Regions from separate parts of the Rattus norvegicus genome. Here region 2 is linked to region 1. A link is a contact called in public Hi-C data. All regions are on one chromosome and are shown on one strand. Each heading gives the region's core, a stretch centred on a gene start, on an enhancer-like site or on the middle of the called end of the contact. The rest is flanking DNA. Distances are from core to core; before and after follow the strand shown. Region 1 holds the start of Fam124a (family with sequence similarity 124 member A). Region 2 holds the start of Wdfy2 (WD repeat and FYVE domain containing 2).

Region 1 (2,700 bases), core at 146-2,645:
TCACCAAGCTCTTAACACATGAGACTTCAAAGGACATTTTTAGATTTCAAACCACAATACAGTAAATTGGCTGTGTCTCCCTTAAAGAACTGCTCTTTGTTTGAGTTAATGAGCACCAAGTTGATTATAACATATCTATTTTTGCTTGTTCTGGGGAAAGAATTTTAGGTTTAGGGAAGGCTATTCAGGTTTGGCATGGGCATACTTACCTATATTTTTTCCTGGTCAATACTATGTTTCTACTCTGCCCTTCTCTTTTGTGTAACATGTTTAAAATAAGATTTAGAAAACAATGATGATTATGTAAAGTGGGGAGAACAGGGAAAGAAGGAAAGAAAGAAGGAAAGAAAGAAAGAAAGAAAGAAAGAAAGAAAGAAAGGAAGATTCCTCTTTGACACTTGTCACACAGGAGTGACGCTGCCGTGCCAGTTGAGAGAAGGCTCGCAGCTAGTTAGCCTTCGCCTGTGACCCTGGCAGCTCCGGGTAACCAGTACTTGGCACGTAGCAGAATGCACGCAAGCCGTTTTACAGTAACTCAAATGGAGATACAGGGAAGATCGCAGTAGCTTAAATAGATATGATCCCTTCTAAATCACAATGGAGGTACAGGGAAAATAGCAGTAGCCCAGTATGCAAAGAAATTAAGGCTCCAAGAGGTTAAATAACTTGTCTGAAAAGAAAAGGTGGCTGGGTTATAGCCGGTTGGCAGAGCATGCGCAAGGCCACTGGTCGCGTCTTCGGCACTACCCGACAAAAGTGAATAGGGCTTACGAGAAAGCGCTTTCCATGGCTTCTAATGACACCTCCAGAATTAAGTCTAAGTTGTTCTTACTCCCCCTCCGCCTCCTCCCATCACCAAGTTGCCTCACCTCAGCCTGCTAGAGTGAAAATGACTTCCTGCTACCTCAGTCATTAACCCACCCCAAGGAGTGGCTGGGTTTAACAACATCCATCACCCTCTTGCTGCCAGACCCCTTGAATGGAGACACATCCAGGGAGGGCTCTTCGTGTTATTTTAAGACAGATAACAAAAGAATCCTTTCCCTGGCAAGTTGGGTCAGTGAGAAGCCAGTCTGTGCACTGAGCAAGGTGATAATGAATTCAATGTATGCAGTTCTAAGGAACCTGGAAGAAAACACCCACGTGTTTTAAGTGGTCCCCAAATGGAGATATCGCACCCTGCCCTGGTTGTGCTGGTGGGTGTTTCTCCAGTGCTGCTAGCAGACTGGGGCTGGAAAATCTCTGGGAAAGCCCGGGGACTCCGGACTCCTTACTGTGGGCCCAGGGGAGGGCAGCTTTGCTACTAGACACACATTTTGTCCGCACCAGTCACTGTAGAACGCACAGCAGCGGGGCATTAGCCAGGCGGGTTGCAAGGTAAACACTGCACGCCCATTGCACTCCATGCTCACCGAGAGAGTCCATCCCCCGACACCTCCCGCACTCACGCTCGGGCTCGTGCACACGCGCGCATCCCGTGCACACGCTCGGATCCTCGCCTAGTGGCGCCCGGCGCGCCCGCGCAGCAGAGCGGAGGGCGGGGAGGGCGCGGCCGCGAGAGGGCGCGGCGAGCGGCTAGCGTTCGGGACTGGGTCGTTGCCAAGGCCGGGTACGAGGCTGTCGGAGGGTCCCGGAGCGAGGGAGCGCAGAGGCCACGCGCGCCATGAACCCGAAGGCGGCCGGTGAGGAAGAGGACTGCGTGGACTCTGGAGCCGAGACCGGAGGGTGAGCCAAGCCCAGCCGGGCGGGACGGGAGCTCAGTTCTTGCGGTCCCGAGCCCGAGCCGGGGTTGTCCTGGGGTTGGGGTTCAGTGTCTGCGTGCAGGCGGTTTGATGTGTGGTTGCCTGGGGCGGGGTGGGGAGGGGCGGGAAGAACCCCACCCGGGGCTGATAGGTTGAGACCTGAGGCTTAGCGACATTCCTCGCAGCCCTGTGGACCCCACGGTGCCAGGTTCAGCCAGTATCTCCCTTCAGCTAGAAATGCCCCTGCACTTGTTCCCACCAGCAGGGCATCTGTGATAGCTATGGAGCCCCAGGCTGGTGAAGAGGAAAGCAGGTGGAGAGGGTGGGACTCCGGGCACAGGAAAAAGACACAGGAAGCCGGCTAGAAGAACTGCATATCTCACTTACACTGTGCGGCTGAGCCTCTCCACCCCGCCAGCCTGGAGTACCTACTGGATGCTAGGATGGGGTCGGTGTGCTTCAAAGGACTCAGTAATTAGCTCAAACCTTTGGAGGCTAATTAGCCCTCTCCCAACAGCAGTTTTCCTGAGTAGGACAAAAGACGGAATGCATTTTCAGAAATGAATGTCCCATAATGGTTTCCACCCAGCCCATATCTAGAGGATTTCCCTGTGCACAGTCAGCACCACATCCAGGATGCAAGTGCTACTCCAGTAGGAAAGTGTGTCTTTTCCTATCTAGAGAAGTCCTGCTAGAGGTCAGGGGCTACCCAGACTACAGAAGACCTCGGAATTCCTGGAAGGTGGAGAGGTTTCAAGCTAATTTTGAGATTTGGCAATCTACTGAGGACAGGGAGAGGCCAGTTCCAGAATGGACCTATGTTCTGACCTAACCCAAGAAAGAGTCTCCCAAGCTCTTCCTGTCTCCCAACCCCACCCTTCCTTGCAGCCTTCTCCACCAGCCCTACCCTAAATCTAGACCTTCAATCTTCCCCACAGCGGGGCTTTCTCTTGTCACC
Region 2 (2,700 bases), core at 104-2,603, 280 kb after region 1:
GTTTCAGGGGGTCTACCTCTTCTGACCTTGATGGGCTCCTGTGCACATGTGGCATACATACAGACACTCAGGCACACATACACACACTTACTATAAAATAAATAAAAAATAGTCCTCTTGGGACTGTAGAGATGACTTAGTAGTCAAGAGTACTGGACACTCTTCCAGAACTACATTTGATTTAGAGCACCCACTGGGAGCTCACAACTGTCCATAACTCCAGTTCCAGGGATCCAGGCACACGCCTGGTAAATGACATACATGAACCCAAAGCAGCCTAGACTGCTTTATTCCTTTCTCTCCCAATTCTGTGCAGCCACTAATCTGATTATTTTATGTAAGTGGAATCATAAAATAAACGATCATTTATGATTGGTTCCTTTCAATTAGCATTTTGCTTTCAGGGTTTGCCTTGCTTTGCTCTCCTAATGGACACTACAGATACCTAGTAATCCAGTTTCTTTTGGACCTGACAGTAGCAGTGCTTATCCCTTGAAGCAAAACTACATTTTCCCCTAAAAGAGAATGCGCCATTTTACATCCCCACCTGAAGTGTATGAAGGAGCTCCAATTTTCCCATAGCCCAGACAACATTTATCCTCCTTATTAAGGTCATTCTATATTGTGATTGTATTAACTGTCCATTGTCACTGGAAAAGCAAAAATGTTGAATTGCTAGGGATTGGAAACAAGATTAGACCTAAGTGTGAGTCCTTTAGTCATAACAGAAAGAGAAGATTGATGCGATGATTTCTAAACTCCCTCAAAGAAGCTTGTATGAGAATCTCTGGGTTGAGAAGTGTGCGTTATTGCTTTCTAGAACAAGGACGTTGAGGATTGAGAAAACTACAACACCCAAGAGTCCACGCGGTGCAGACGAGAGCCGCTTAACTATGGTCGACAGTACAGCGCCCTCTCCGGTGTATTATTGTTAAAACTTAGAGGTGAGTCATCTGCGCGCATGCACACTCTGGTCTCAACTAGTTTAGCGTCTGTCCTTCCTGCAGGCGCTTTTCCGGTCCCGTTTGACGCAGGCTTTACCCCGCCCCATTCTCAGAGTCTGGAGAGGGTGGGGCTCTGGGCAAGCGCGTTCACAGATTTTCAAGAGGGAGGGGACCAAGCTTTGGGTGTGGAAGTGAGAGGACAGCGGGGCGCATGCGTCCCGACGGCGCTGCCCGCCTCGGCGAGTTACAGGTGGCGGGGCGGAAGTGGCTGCTGAGTTGACGCACGCGCATTGGCTGCTAGTGCCCATCCTCCGGAAGTGGGTTGGCTGCCCAGCGACAGGCCCCGCCCCCGCCCCGCCCCCTGATCCCCGCCCCCTACTCTCTTAGGTGGCGCCGGCTTGCGGCCGGTGTGGCGGTGGTGTTGGTTCTAGGAGCCGGAGCGTGCACGTTCCTCGGACAGGCGGCAGGGCTATGGTCGCCGGCTTACGAAGGCCCGCTCCGTATCTCAGCCCGATCCTGAGCGCAAGCCTGAGCATTCTCTTCAGCCAAGTCCCCCGGCGCGTTCGGCTGCTCCCCGGGCGCGCCCCCTCCGATGGCGGCGGAGATCCAGCCCCAGCCACTGACCCGCAAGCCGATCCTGCTGCAGCGGGTCGAGGGGTCGCAGGAGGTGGTCAATATGGCGGTGATTGTGCCTAAGGAAGAGGGTGTCATCAGCGTCTCGGAGGACAGGTACTGACTGCTTGCCCCTCTGCCTCAGGGAGGTCCGGCCCTTGCTTGGTGGGAGTGTAGACCGCATCTGCGGATTCGCTTCCAAGCGCGGTGGACTCGGTCTCAGCAACTGGCTTCTGGCGAAGTCCAAGTAGCCCTTGGGTTAACAGTGCAGGAGATACACAGACCTGGTCCAGTTTAGGGAATGGGAGGACCAGAGGGAGGAGCCGCCCGGCTTTGCAGGTGTTTTATCTAGGAGGACCCTCCATTCATCGGGATGATTTGGAGCCGCTGCTAGTTGGTCCAATTCTTGGTTACCCGAAACGAGAAAGGGAACGTATTTTCTTTCTTCCATACCGTTCAGCGAATTTGTGTATCTGCAGGACATCTTTCACCGAACTCATGGATTTGTTAAGTTGTAAAGAGAGTAACTTTGGGCTTCTGCGTGTGGTACCCCCCTTTCCTAAAAGTTTATGTCTTGGAGCTCAAGGGGAAATGTCTGGAAGTTGCAAGGGATCACTTTTGCAGAAAACTGCTTGAGTTTCTTCCTTTTGCCTACTTCCTTTCTGATTGCTTAATTAGCAGAAGTAGCTCTGGTTCTGCCTTCAGTATTCCCCCTTGCATTGCGTTTTTGATTTCCAGAGGAATGCCGCTTGAATATATGAACTAGTGTAATTTAATCTGAAATTACTATTTGGTTAATATCTACAAGCATTTTAAAAACAATTGTAACATGGTAGAGGTATGTAGTTGTCTGGGTTTTAAGCTTCTGTCAGGTAGTTAGGTTTTTTTTATATTATAAGTTGATACCATGACAAGGTAGAGTTATTCTGTGACTCTTAAAATTGCAAAGATAGAGCAAAAAGTGTTCACTTTAAAGAAAATAATCACTTCAGCACCTTTCTATAATGTAAATTCAAACATTTTTACTTGATTTGTTTCTTAGGTTTTTGAATATAAAGGAAGAGTCTATTATATGCGTGTATTACATATCTACATCTGCATCATTCTTGATGTAAATGGCGCCTGCTTCATTTCCTATGCAGAT

Evidence for each region. A called contact is a pair of places that touch in the nucleus more often than the background predicts.
Region 2: a Hi-C map of Schwann cells shows a contact between it and region 1, with 2.5 times the contacts expected there. The contact joins the promoter of Wdfy2 here to the promoter of Fam124a in region 1. A contact is called at or near these places in 3 of 12 Hi-C or Micro-C datasets (Schwann cells, mammary epithelial cells and psoas muscle).

What each region holds. Positions count from the first base shown.
Region 1 is chr15:40,974,394-40,977,093 of GRCr8, forward strand. It overlaps Fam124a (family with sequence similarity 124 member A), which reads left to right and starts at 1,396. Exons shown (of 4, transcript XM_001080220.8): 1 at 1,396-1,725. The coding sequence starts at 1,664.
Region 2 is chr15:41,258,548-41,261,247 of GRCr8, forward strand. It overlaps Wdfy2 (WD repeat and FYVE domain containing 2), which reads left to right and starts at 1,354. Exons shown (of 12, transcript NM_001415102.1): 1 at 1,354-1,673. The coding sequence starts at 1,537.